Regions from separate parts of the Phocoena phocoena genome. Here region 2 is linked to region 1. A link is a contact called in public Hi-C data. All regions are on one chromosome and are shown on one strand. The core of a region is the stretch at or near the end of the contact, and the rest is flanking DNA. Distances in the headings are between cores, read along the strand shown. Region 1 holds the start of ELMOD2 (ELMO domain containing 2). Region 2 holds the start of TBC1D9 (TBC1 domain family member 9).

Region 1 (7,206 bases), core at 3,036-5,535:
AGAGTGAGATCAAGAAGATAGCATAGCTGAAAAGGGAACCCTCCCACACTGTTGGTGGAAATGTTAATTGGTGCAGCCACTATGCAAAACAGTCTGGAGGTTCCTTAAAAAACTAAAAATAGAACTACCATAGGATCCAGCAATTCTACTCCTGGGCATATATCCAGAAAAGTCGGAAAAAAAAAGTTACATGCACCCCAATGTTCATAGCAGCACTATTTACAATAGCCAAGACATGGAAGTAACCTAATGTCCAACGACAGACGAATGGATAAAGAAGATGTGGCACATACAGACAATGGAATATGACTCAGCCATAAAAAAGAATGAACTAATGCCATCTGCAGCAACATGGATGGACCTAGAGATGATCACACTAAGTGAAGTAAGTCAGCCAGAGAAAGACAAATATCATATGATATCACTTATATGTGGAATCTAAAAAAAAAAACAAATCAACTTAGTTGCAAAACAGAAACAGACTCACAGACATAGAAGACAAATTTATGTTTACCAAAGAAGAAAGGGGAGGGGGAATAAATTAGGAGTCTGGGATTAATAGATACATACCACTATATATAAAATAGATAAACAACAAGGATTTACTGTATAGCCCATGGAACCATATTGAACAATAACCTATAATGGAAACGACTCTGAAGCTGTACACCTGAAACTAACACCATATTGTAAATCAACTATAGTTAAGTAAATTTAAAATAAAGAAGGTAGCATAGGTGAATCTATCACAAAAGCAGCTTGTTTAGCTTGTTGAACGTTAGCTTGTTCAACGTCTTAGGCAGTTTCTACAGTGCTTGGCAGAACAGACACTAATTTAAGTCATGGTAACTACCTTGTTCAAATCATGATGGCTAACAGTTATTCCCATGGGTCTTTTCTCCTGGGCCACAGAGGATTAATAGAAAGCATTAGTGGAGATTCTGCTCCCATTGTTTCCTAATGAGAGATGAGATTTACTGTGTCCTTCCCCAATCTGACACTGCCTGATATTTACTCCAAAGGAAGGTCTGAGCAATTTTCAGGGCTCCCATTTTGGGCGTCTAATTAAAAATCCATAAAGGGCAGACTTCTCTGTCTCTTAAAAGACATTTGGCTTTAAGCTGGTAGTGACAAGGAACTTCATCACATCTACTGTAATTACAGATTCAGATACAAGGAGGCACTGGGTAGTTCCTACTTTCTTATTTCTCCAGCTTCAGCTTCATCATGATTCTGGTGCTGCCTACCATAACATTTTCATTTGCTCCAAACTTCAATTTTCATACCTTAGTATTGCCCTTCCATTCCCCTGATGATATTATGGTACATTTTGCATCATCGTTCGATAATCCCCCAGAGGTTTTCCACTGTCCTCCGCCGCTCAACATAAACTGTATCATACAATCTTGGACCTCCTAACAGGGGTCAATTGTCCCTGTGCTAAATCCACCTTATTTCCCTATTTCAGCATCCTTAGCCCTAAACTCATCCAGGCTGCGATAATTGGAACAGATCTGATAGATTAACTTAGGTGAGGCCAACACAGGAGCCTGAATAGTTTTCCCTGCTCCCAACTATTGTTAATGTGCCACCAAACCCTCTGTAGGGAATCTGTCAAAATTCTTGCTTCTTTACTCTCCCTCACCCTTTTTCTTTTAAAAAAAAACAATCATACAAATAGTTCTACCTGATTCAATGGTTATTTCCTTTGTTCTGGTTAATATCTTCACCCCAGCCGATTAGCTTAATTTTGCATAGCTTAAATTTTCATTGGTAAACCCCGTTACTAGTAGCTGTGAGAACAAATTTGCCTTGGCATTCTGTGTATTTCCTTGTCCTTCCATTAAAAAAAATTATATGGGGAATCCATACACGAGGGGTTCCCCCTAAGCACAGTGTCTAACTTAGTTTCAGGAAAATGCAACACAAATCATCATAAAACCAGTCAGGGTTGCCACTGTCCATAACATTTTTAATGCTTCTGCATAAGTAATCCATTTCACTGTTAGTGAAAGGAGTATACAGTTTTCCTTCTCAGTATAAAGTCGCTGCGTTCCAGACTTCACACACTCCACAAGAGGGCTTGATATTTTACTTGGGTCCTCCATGGATCAAACCCCAAACACTGTAACAAATTGTTGATTAACAGTCATACAAACAACTCTTTCCATTAAGCAGTTTCTAAAATCAACAGTGCCTTTGTTGTTTAGTCTGAGCATCCAAGAAAAGCAGAGATTCCTCAGTACTACACAAAAATATAACCAAACTCCATTACACCATAGCTTCTTTCTTCCATGTAGGTGTATCTGATAAGGCCTGGTAGAAGCACACAATTTAGTTCAGAGACCTAAGTAGGTCCCACTTTCTCCTTGAAGCCAGAATTCTAATCTTAGGATCTAACCACCATTTAGCCAGCCACAAAGAAGAAAGACAATAAAATGAGAAAGATAGAAGGCCAATAGGCACAGGACTGGTTTATTGTATCTGCTAGTTATATGCAAATGAATTCATGGAAGAGAGAAGAGGAAATCCATACGCACATGGCATTTTAATAGACAGTGATCCTGCTTCCAATAAATGCAGTTCAACCAACTTCTCAGGTTCTGACCAAACAGGTGAGCATTCTCCTCTCTTGGAGAAAAACATGGATAGAAGTGGGCCAACAGGTAGCATGGAGACCAGCAGAAGGGTTCCTCTCTGCACCACCACCCCCAACTCTCAGTGTAGCATATTGAAAAGGTAAAAGGATTTTATAATTGTACTACAGAATTATCTCACTTTCTATTCTATGAAGGTTTTGTGTAATAATAGAGAGACACCTGAAATATAGGTTTGTTTCTAGTTCTTAATTTGACAATTTCGCTGTGTACTTTGCCTTTTTGAATCTTTTTATGTACAATAAAAAATATTCATTGAGATGATCTTTAAGTTCCTTTCAAGATCCGAGTCTGTTTTATTATTATAATATATGTCCAGATTTCATTACCAAGTTAGTTGCTTCTATGGGGCAGGGATGATGGCTTATGCACCCTTCACATGTCTAGCGTTTTACAATTAGCACCTTTTAAAAAAATGTTGGTTGAGGTGTGGAAAAGTGTGCACTGCTGCTTCAGTTTGTGCTAACAAGGGGATGGAGGGGGTGTATATATATATTCGCATAGAATGTCCCTGAAGGTACAAACAAGCAACTAATACTGGTTGCTTTCGAGAAAGGAGGATGAGGGACCAGGAGTTGTGCATGGGTGGGTGGAAGTTATTTTTCAGTGTAAAGTGTCCTTTGTACTTGTATTTTACTCTCCCCTTGTTCTTTCAACTCCAGGCATACTGCCCTTCTTGCTATTCCTCCACCTTATGAAGTATGTCTTTGCACTTGCCTTTCTAGTGTCTGGAATACTCTTCCTCCAGATACTCTCACTCCCTTACTTCATTCTGAACACTGGTCAAATGTCACCTTAACACGGAGACTCCCCTGTCTACACTGTATGTAGAAACTCTCCCTCCCTTCCCTAATACCCCTTTAGTACCACTTGACATACTAAATATTTGCATTTATTTAATGTATGACTCCCTCTTAGAACACTGCCTGATGCATCAACGGCCAATTAACAGATACTTGAATTAATGAATGTACTGTTTGAGGTTGGATTTTTTTAAAAAGTCATGTGTATAAGTTACTTTTTCAAGAAAAAAACAGCTAAGGAATAAATGTTCCATGTACTATTAGATGTTTATCATTACAGGACAAAGTCTAAACTTCTTTACTCAACGTACAGGGCTCTCCGTATCTGCCACGTAGTAGCCATGGGCAAGTCATTCAACGTAAATTCTGTTTCCTCATCCATAAAGTGGGACTGTTACTAATTACTTCACAGAATTAAGATTAAATGCAGGTGAAAGCACTTTTGTTACCTTGGCGGTATGAAAGTTACGCAAAGCACATCGCTTCTCCCGTGCTTGGAATCTAGGAGTAGTACACCGTTTCAGCTTGCGCAAAAGACCCGAAATTTAAGGCGAGAAAAATCTACGGAGCCGCTCTGCCGAAGACCGATCTTTGGCGCGGGGCGTGCCTCAAGGTAGTGGTTGCCAGGGAAACCGTCGGGCGTCCCTAGAATCCGAGCACGCGCGGCGGGGCAGCCCAGCTCGACATGCTTTCAGAGATAGCGATTGGTGGAGCTCGGGCCAATCGGCGAGGGCGGCGGGGCGGGGCCGGGCCGTGTGCCGGGGAAGGCGTTCCCGCCGCTTCGCTCCCCGACTTCCGGGTCGCGGTGCTTGCAGGGAGCGTACCGCGAGTAGCGTCGTTTCCGTTGCCGGCAGTTTGCAGTCGGGGAAACCGAGGCAGCTCCAGCTCCTCCTAGTTCTTCCCGTTCCCGTGAGGTGGCTGCTGTTTCTTTTCCTCTCGCCCGGTGCAGCTTGGGTGCGGCTGCGCTGAAGGCGCGCGAGCCCCACGGTGTCCTACGGAAAGTCCCGCGGGGCTGCCGGGCCGGCGGGGCTTTGTGCGAGCGGTTCCCTCCCACTCGCGGGCAGGGCACGAGCTGGGCTCGGCCAAGCTCCGGGAGGGGGGCTCGGCGGCGCAGCGGCTCCCAGAGGGCTGGGGAGCTCAGGCGCCGTGAGGCAGGCGTTCCCTCCGCTTTGCAGTTCGGCTTCTTTTGTCCTGATGAGCGTGGACCAGATGGATTCATTTTAAAATCACAGTTGAGCAAGTCTCTGTGCACTGATTCTGCACTAACCTGCGGGGATCTCGAATTTGACAGTCCCTCGGGAGATGGTCTGTCTGCGGGAATGTTTAAGGCAGGAAAGAGATGAGCATTTTTGTTTTTAAGTAACTCCTGACTTTCATTTCCCTGACCCCGCTTCATTTAGGAGCCGAAGATTTTTCTTATGGCATAAAGATTCAGTTTTATCGAGGATGTAGTCTATTACCCTTCTTAGTATTTCTGCCGTTCACCTGTTGAATGGAAAATCAACAATTAGCCAGGGTGTGATCTATTCCGTGTTCAGTTTGTGTACTTCATTTGTAAGCCATATGTAGTGTTTTTATTTGCTGCCATCGCCTGACTGTGGGACAGCTGTAACTGGGATTATCCACAGGGGTTAAGAAGACTTATTCTTTACACAAACAATTCTGATATATGGTATATTTGATTTAATTGTTGCTTTAGGTGGGGTCCTTTGGTTGTTGAACTGTTGAGCCCTGTTCTCAAAGAATAAGAAATAAAATAGTGAACTGAGGGCTTGAATCTAAGTAAGTAGTTTGATTTTTACAGTTAATTGTTTAAAATGATAAATTAACCATTTGGCCAGCATCATTTAATTAATCTAAATGGTATTTATTACACCTGGCATTGTTTTCTTAGATGCCCAAACACTACTACAAAATAGACACAATGGAACAACATTATATCTATTAATATAATTTGGGATTTGATGAGTTGGATACACTAATTTTTTCTCTTTTTCTAAATCCAATTTAAGGTCGTTAAACCTGTCATATATTTCCTTCTCCAGGAAAAAATGTTTATTTCTTTGTGGGAGTTCTTCTATGGGCACTTCTTTCGATTTTGGATGAAATGGCTCTTACGACAGATGACTGGAAAATGTGAATTGCAGCGAATTTTTGATACCTATGTAGGTGCACAAAGGACACACAGGATAGGTAATGTTTTTCGAAAAAGGATAATTAAAAACGAATAAAAATTTAACTCTGAATGAATATTTTTCTCAGTACTGATAGTGACAATAGCGCTTGTGTATCACGATCAAGTCACTTAATCTCAGTTTCATGATCTTTGAAATCTCACTTTGAATCCTTCCAGCACTAAAACTGATTCTATAGAAAAAGAAACTATTATTTAATTCTGCATCTGTGCAAAGAATTATCTTCTCTGGCTCCTGAAGTTCATCAGTTTTCCTTAGATTATGGTTGCAACCTACTTTCTAGAGAAAAATCTCTATACTTCTGTAAGCCCTTTGAAATTTTCACTTCAGTGAAGGAGATCCATTTTTATATTCAGCATCCTTCAATCTTTTAATCTCTTATGCAGTTCATGAAAGAATAATAACAGGTATCTAGTGATCCCTAGGAAAGATTAGTAGACTAAAAATCTGCACTGTCCCATACTGTAGCCAATAGCCACATGTGGCTATTGGACACTTGAAATATGATTAGTCTGAATTAAATGTGCAGAACTAGAAAATATACTCTGGATTTCAAAGGCTTTATGTGAATGTAAAGGTATCTCATTCATAATTGTTTACATTCATTGTATGTTGAAATGATAATATTTTGGATCTATTGGGTTAAAATATATTAACATTACTTTTATCTGTTTCTTTTACTCTAATATGGCTACTAGAAAACGTTAAGGTACACATGTGGTTCGCATTTGGGCTTGCATTATATTTCTGTTGAACAGTGCTGCTCTAGTACCTTCTAAAATTGATCAGCTTTCAATACTTACTTGAAAATATGGCTTTAAATTAGAACACAGATGAGTGAGAAATATGATCGAGGTCATTTCTCTTTGGCCAGAGTGAGGCAGACCAGGGATGGGCTGCAGTTCATGTTCACTGTGTCAGATGGAAAATCATGACTTAACCACAGCCTCTTTTGTGTTGAACAAGTGTGCTTCAACTAAGAAATCCACCGCTGTAAGATTTGAGGAGTGCGTGTTAGTAGCCAAGATAACAGGGGAAGAATGGCAGAGTAAGGAGAGAGTGAGCCTCAGGGCTGCTAGATGATTGAAGTTTAATTACCTCCCTAGATTTTTCACAACTTTGTAGCTGACTTAAATTATTGCCTGCTCTTTTGATTTGCCCTTTTGACTGCTCTGAGAAGAGCAAAGTACCTCTTGATAAGAACTCTTCGTAGTATTGATTGGTTTTTTATATTATGGCAGAAGAACATTTTAAGACTTTATTTTGCAGCAAGAACATTTTTCTTGAATTTTTCAAATTGCTGAGAAAAGGAGACTGTTTACTATTTGCCAGAAAAATTTGTAAACAGACCAGTAAAAAACGTTCTTGTGATTCTTGAAGCAGAAAGCAAGAACGAAAAAGCTGTTTTGCTTTTTGTCTGGTTAGAGAATGGTTGTCCAGATAATCTAAAGTCTTCCTTTTTGCCCCTTTGTTGTATGTTTTGTTTGCTAGCTCTTCAAATGTAAACGCTTACTTCGTAAGGCTAACACATGAAAAGGTAGGATAGAGCAC
Region 2 (7,206 bases), core at 2,168-4,667, 160 kb after region 1:
TGAGGAAATGTTTACCAAAAAACATCAGAACAGGTTTTCTGTTTTTTACCTTTGGGAAAGGGTGAGTAGTGATTGGGAGAGGGTCACAAGAGAGGATTCTAGGGTACTGGCAGTGTTCCAATTTTTATCCTCATGTTGGTTACAAGGTGTTGGTTGCAAGGTGTTACTTGTGATAAGTCACTGCACTCTACATCTCTATTTTGTACACTTTTTTGTATGTGTATGAAATCTCAGTTAAAACGGGTTAATAAATAATGAAATGCATCTACAATTAAACAAAAAAACTTCATTGTGTCAATACCCATGTATATTGCCTGCAATCAAAAAGAGAATAGCTTGAAAAGCGGCAGGGGGTGGGGGGGGGGCAAGTATCCTCATTGAGGCCCATTATTTTTTTACAGCTTTTGTGCTAACATCTTATTTACAAAACTTGTTTACAAAACTGAAATAGACTCACAGAAATAGACTCACAATAGAAAACAAACTTATGGCTACCAAAGGGGAAAGGAGGGCAGGGATAACTTAGGAGTTTGGAATTAACATATAAACACTACTAAATATAAAACAGATAACTAAGAAGGACCTACTGTGTAGTACAGGGAACTATACTCAACATGCTGTAATAATCTATAAGGGTTCACAAGCACTGTGAACCATTGAGCACTCCTGACCAGTTCACAATGAGTGGGTTTCCCACTCATCCGTAATCCATTCGATGAGTGGACGATGGTGCACTGGTCCAGATAATGCACATTATATAAAGGTCCTGAGATCTTCCAGAAGATCTCCAATAAAGGATACCCAACACCTGCTCTTCCCTCCTCTCCTCACAGGCCAATCTTTTTCTTTCTTCAGTTCTCAGCTCCAGGTCTCTTCTACAGGGAATCCTTCCTTGCACCTACCCCTACCCGGAATGGGGTAACGTCTCCTTTTGACATTAGTGCTGGTCATTCTCAGTTTGTCCCCACCTCCCAGTTCCACCCCTGGGAGGCTGATCCCTAGGCACTAGATCACCAGGACAGTCCATCCAGCCAGCTTCTACTGGGTTCCACAGAGGAGAGGCAACGGCAGAAGCTGGGAGGTGAGGAGAAGAGAGAAGTCGGACATGTCCTCCCCACCCTCTTTTGCTGTGGTCTGTGTTCCTAGGGGTGGCTGCTTCTCTGGAGACCCAAACTCTTCCAGTAGCATCATTCCTGCCACCTATAACAGCTCTCCACTGCTGTGCCTTTCACTGGTCCTGGGAACCCTGCCTTCATCTAAGTTGTCTTTTCACTAAATTCTCTTCACTTGAACTAGGTTGGATTCCGTTTTCTGCCGGGACCCTGCGGAATGGAGATTTTATATTAATTTATAGGATAATTTTATCCGCATCTGTCTTCTCCTGCTAGGCTGTGAGCTTCATGACACTGGCACTTTAGAAGTTACCAACCAATATTTTAAATGATATAGTGAGTTAATGAACGCATGAATGAGCCCACATTAGAATTAGAATATACTGTACATTGTACGAGGATTTCTAAAATGCCCCTCATACATTTGATGTGGCACCAACCAATCTGAGCAAACATTTTTCCTACGTTGGTTGAAAATAGCCTTTGTTGGCAGGAATATTTTTACTCATTTCAATGATTTCAATTATTCTAGCGATAAGTGCAATAGCTATGATTTCTCAATTCAGAAGCTAAGTTTATCTGAAATAAGTCATCGATGATGAGATTCCAAATGGACTGCAGTTAATTACAGCTCTAAGAGTCAGTAGGAATGCAATAAAAAAGTTAACTAGAAAAAGAAGGCTCTGCATCTCTTATTTTTTGTAACCTATTGCAAATGACTCTAGAAAACAAATACTTAGTAGTTGAGGGTGTGGGAAGGGTTATCTCCAGGCAGGAAATGTTCTTTGTTAATACAATAAACTATCTACTCTACATTGTTGCTTTAGACTTAAAGGACAATCTGGGCTGATACCAATATTAGATATGCAAGTTTCATATTAATGTACATAGTTAGACAACTTCTACAAAATGAACTGGAAAATGCTGATTCTAGGCCACTAATCAGAATTTCTGGAACACAATCTGGAGGTCTGCAGACTCCCTTCTTTTATGGTAGAAAAAGTGCAGAAAAATCAGATTATCTAGAGGCGCCCTGATGTGCAAGCAAACTAGTAGATGCTGTACAGTGTGACACTTGAATTTTACTCGAGAAAACTAGTTCATAAGTTAGAATCACAACTACATACACACTATATCAAGAATTTTGAGTTCATAGCAGGGCATTTTGAAAGCTCCAATTTACCTAGCATGCAAGCTCCTGGTGAGGGATATATTCTGAACTCTGCAGAGGTCAAGGTTCATCTCTTTTCTACAATATCTTTCCTGGTTAAACCTCTCCTGTTCCTTCTGCTAACTTTTTCGTTCTAAAAAGCATCCCAGTTCTGTTCATTCTAACCACGAGGGAGAGGGGAAGGTCCAATTTCTCTAGTATGGTATGAGTTCAACATCATCTGTCATCTCCCACCATGCAAACTAGTTACTTAATAAAAGAAGACCTTTCTAATATGGCACTACTTGGGATAGGCATCTGATTTTACCATGTGGAATGATATGGCATGGTTTTAGTAATAGTTACAATATTAACAATACCTGTGAGGGGGTGTGGGGAAGAGACTGAGTTAAAAATGATTAAAATGCAGCTATACTTCTGATTCATTTTATAACCAGACAACTTGCTTTGTTATGCCTAATTAGATGCAACAACAACAACAAAATTCCTTTTCCTTCCTTTTTCCTTTTCTCTTCAGGCGTAACTAACATAGGAAATGACCACACCAGCTCCTTACTGATTGCTTCCCTGGAAACAAAAGAGCATTTTATACCTGATCCTGCCATTACCAAAAGAGAATCAAGTAAAAATTAACCGCCCTTCCCCTCTCTTGCCCATATAGAAAGCAGTATTTTTTAAAAGGGGGAGAGGGGAAGTACCGCATTCAATTCCTAAGGACTGATGCTCCCCCCTCCCCAGACTCACTCATCTCCATTATCATAAACATCACCCACTTATGGGGCGCCCGGTACATGAAGGGCCCCATCGCCTGACAGGGTGAGAAAAGAAGCATCTCTTTCAGTCTGAAAATTACGACTCCTGATGCTTTCCACGCAGCAAAGCGGGCGGGTCACCCAGCCCCAAGGGACAGGGCGGCGTCTCTCGGGTGCCCGCAGCCCAGGGCGGCGGGCGGCGCCGCAGCTCCCGGCCCCCCTCCCGCAGAGACCGGCCGCGGATCCTTACCCGCCAGTCCGCCGCCGCCGCCGCCTCCATCGCCCGCATGCCCCTTCCTCCGCTGCAGGATGAAGTAGGGGTTGGCCCTCTCCGTGATCCACAGCGCGTTGGCCAGCAGCACCTCTTCGGGGTTCACCCACATGTTCCCGGGCGCCGAGGGCGCACGCACAATGGGGCGGCAGGTCGGGTCCCGCGCGCACCGGCGCGCACTCCCGGGCACACGCGCGCCCGCCCGTCCGCTCGCCAGCCCGCCAGCTAGGTGCGGCGGCCGAGAGCGACTTCACCAGGGGGCGGCCCGCGGCGCCCGGGTCACAACAAAGCCCCCGCGGGCGGCCGGGGAGGATGGCGAGGACGCGGGCACCGCGAGCAGCATCCTCTCCCCGGCGCCGCCGCCTTCCGCGAGCCCGCGGCCGCAGACGCCCAGGCTCTTCGCTCCGCAGCCCGGCCGGGGCCCAGGGCGGCGGGAGGAGAAAAAGGAAGGGGAGCGGGAGAAGGAGGAAGTGGTGTGGCTCAGTCCCGGGATCCGGCTCAGCGCCGAGCAGGGCTGCGGGCGCCGCCAGCTGATTCGGCCCCGCGGGTCGGGCAGAGCTGGGCTGGGACGCGGCTGCTCCCACAGCGCCCACCCAGGGTCCGGGCCGCCTCCGTCTCTAGAAGCTCAGAGCCCTAGCGCGTTAACACTTCGCGTTGGGGCCGCTCGCACCCTCGGTGAAGCCCAGCTCCCAGCTGGAAGGACGATCCGGACACTGCGAATGAATGACGACAGCGCGGCTCACTAGGAGAGAGCCCGAGTGACACCAGCTTCCGCGGACGCGAATCCTACCCGGGCCCTGCGCGCCGAGCCGGGCCGCAGCGGCTGGCTTTGGGGGAACCTTCTGGGGACCGGGTGGCGAGCACTCGGCCCCACGCCCATCCCAGCAGGGAGGACCTCGGTGGGTGTGTGTGTGCGTGTGTGTGTGTGTGTGCGCGCGCGCGCGCGCGCGCGCGCTCTCTATGTGTGTTTATGGTTGACGCTTGGTAGGCTAGCGCCACCCCTCTTCCCAAGAAATGTGTTTCAAGGTTCCAGACTTGGAGCTGGAGACCCGGGTCGGAAGTGGACGCAGCCAATGGTTGTCGATGTTTTTGTTTCCTGCGTCCCTAGGGCAAGTCTTGCGCCAAACGTGTCACCGCCTGTAACCCCGCCCCCTCTGCATTCCATGGTAATTAAAATGGCCCAGCTAAGTGCATTACATCACTTCTTTCCTTGACCTGTAGGGCATGAGCAATAGCGAAGTTGGAAGCAGCCCAAAGGCTTAGAGCAACTAATTCATACCACAGCTGTCCCTATATGAGGCGTTTGGCTCTTCGAGGACAGGACATGGCAGAATTCAAGGACTTATCCACACTTAATAGATGGATTTAAATTTTTTTAAAGAATTATTGAAATTAGAGACACACAACCCAGGCCATCCTTATCCCTAGACAGTTTTGCTTTCCCCCGGTATTTCGAGTCTCTTTGTGGTGATCACAGCCCATCCACCTACGTATCTGATGACCTTTTCCTCACTTCTTTTTTACACCCAGGAGATCTTCAGATAGCTGAGCAAAAAGAGTCTCCTCTTCCCAGATGATGGGAATTTACTAAGCTCTGCTTTGTCGTGGAAGCTCTACAATCCTAGGGACTTCTCCCTTTCCCAATGAGCAAAGCATTCAAATTAGACTTTCTTGTGGGGACTTCAAATTTTTTACTTATGTGTCTCGCACTTGGATTGCTGAATTCCTTCAAATGGGCGAGGGAGCGCATCCCAGCCATTTTAAAGAGGCTGCCTCTGTACCTGTTGGTGTCCTACCCGGTGGGCTCTGGAGAAATGGAAGTCTCCCTTCACATTATCACACTGACTGATCTTCTGCCTCTTTAGGAAACATTTTACATCTCTAGGCATTTGTGGAGATGTCATATTTTTAACACAGACTCAAAAATGTCATTTGGCACCTTTGGTCAAGGTACAGTGCCTTCAGTCATGAAAATCTATTGCAAATTTTAAACAATAAGATTGCAAATCATACATATGTAAAATTATTAATTTTATATTTATATAATATTAATATTTTGAAGTGCTTCCATAGACATCCTTTTATTTTATATGATTAGCATTTTTTAAAACTCCACTAAGTACCTTCATACTGTCTTTTGGAGTGTCCTTATCATACTGCTCGAAGCTGTGGCTAGACATCTCTACCTTAGCCCTAGAGTGTGATCTTAACTTAGCACTTTTTATCTGTTGGTGCTAAAATGGTACTTACTTATATAATTCATGCGTTCATTCACTCATTCATTCAAAGTGTAATTATTGAATGTCTACTCAACTCTAGGCCCTGAGCATAACAAGTGAACACAACATACCAAAATCTCTGCCTTCATGAAGATTAAAATGTAAAATTGATAATAAAAAAAAACTTACAAAAATTTGCTTTGAGAACAAGATTGGACACCAAGAGGAAAGAAGAAAACAATTTAAGTCCTTAGCTATTTTCTTGGAGGGGGGTGTTTGGGGTTTTTTTTGGATGATTTAGAGCACATTCTGTCCAGGAAATCAGGGCTTCCATTACGATCATGAATTGTGATAACCTATGGTAAAAGAACACTGCAAAGAACCAAAGAAATTACAAGCAGTTTACGGCAGTTTGCCGGTCCCATACTGTTAACAGCTCACTTATTAAAATGTGGCTTTGTTTGAAAAAAAAGAAAAGACAATCAAATATGCCCGAACTAGAAATAACAGATAAAGAACCTAATTAATCCAACCAGTTCCTCAGTAAAATAGGTGAGTGTTTTTAGCTTTCAATTCATTCCCATTGTTTTTAAGCCCAAGGATTGTCTCAAACCACTTAAAGAGGCATTCGACAGATGCCTAGATAAGATAGCAGTAAGTGACTTCACAGTCTTTATGTCAGCTGAGATCTCCTACTGCCCTCCACCCCCATGGAAAAACTCTACTCCAATAGGGTTCTGATGGGCCACTTTGGAGCAATCAGTGGGTTTACTACTGAGTGGGCAGATGTGATTGAAGCAAAATTGCGAGGGTAGTAAATTTGTCTTTGGCAACTCTCATCCCCGTTCCTACATGTTTCCATCTTTCCTGCTCTATCACCTTCACAGTGGTGTATTTTCCTCCGTATCCTCACCCCTTTCCCAGTAAGTCCTCTACTTTGTCTTCTAGGGACTTGCCTACCCTTGGAAATACCATGGAGTCTTAGGGATTTTATTTCTGCCCGCACCCACCTCCCAACTGCAGTGCCCACAGCATCATGGCCCAGTTCTCCCAGAAGTAAGGGCGTGAAGGCTGCAGCACACTAGTCCTACTAACCCTCCCCTTGCCCAGCAGCATCAGGAGTGGTCAGGCCAGTAGAAAATTCAGTTCTCGTTTCAGCAGAGAGAATTCACCCAGCAGATTAATAAAATGCTGAAGAAGCCAACTCCTTCCCTTGCCTTCTAGATGCTGAAGGTAACATGTCAACGAGGACTTTTTTTTTTAATGCCCAGACCTTCCCTGTCCAACCTGGAAGGGCAATATTTCTAGGAGGGTATTTGGGATTTCTAGTATCCAGTGAGGTAGAAGGAGAAGGGTAACCAGTTGAGATAGGGAAGACTAACATTAACATTGTTTCAAAGATGCAAGCCTTTGCAGTAGCTCTGATATCTGGTATAGAGACCTTCACAATGGATCTGAGTTGCGACTCCAACTGGAAAAACTAGATCAACCAGTCACCACAACCATCTAGTCTGCAAGTAATGGAGTTAATTGATGGTACAGAAGCCACAGTCTTGTTCTATCAGCTGTAAGTGGCTGAACAGATCTGCAGCCAGGACCATCCTTAACTAGAGCAGGATTTGAGGGAAAAGATTCTGCAGACTAGCTTTGATATGTAATAGTTCTACCTTGCCTCCATTCA

What was found. Hi-C and Micro-C count contacts between places; a contact is called where the count stands out from the background.
Region 2: a contact with region 1 is called in a Hi-C map of kidney, with 5 times the contacts expected there. The contact joins the promoter of TBC1D9 here to the promoter of ELMOD2 in region 1. A contact is called at or near these places in 2 of 2 Hi-C or Micro-C datasets (kidney and lung).

The regions. Positions count from the first base shown.
Region 1 is chr5:21,412,646-21,419,851 of mPhoPho1.1, forward strand. It overlaps ELMOD2 (ELMO domain containing 2), which reads left to right and starts at 4,286. Exons shown (of 9, transcript XM_065877895.1): 1 at 4,286-4,374; 2 at 5,506-5,653. The coding sequence starts at 5,512.
Region 2 is chr5:21,573,966-21,581,171 of mPhoPho1.1, forward strand. TBC1D9 (TBC1 domain family member 9) reads right to left here and starts at 3,418. Exons shown (of 21, transcript XM_065877183.1): 1 at 3,286-3,418. The coding sequence starts at 3,418.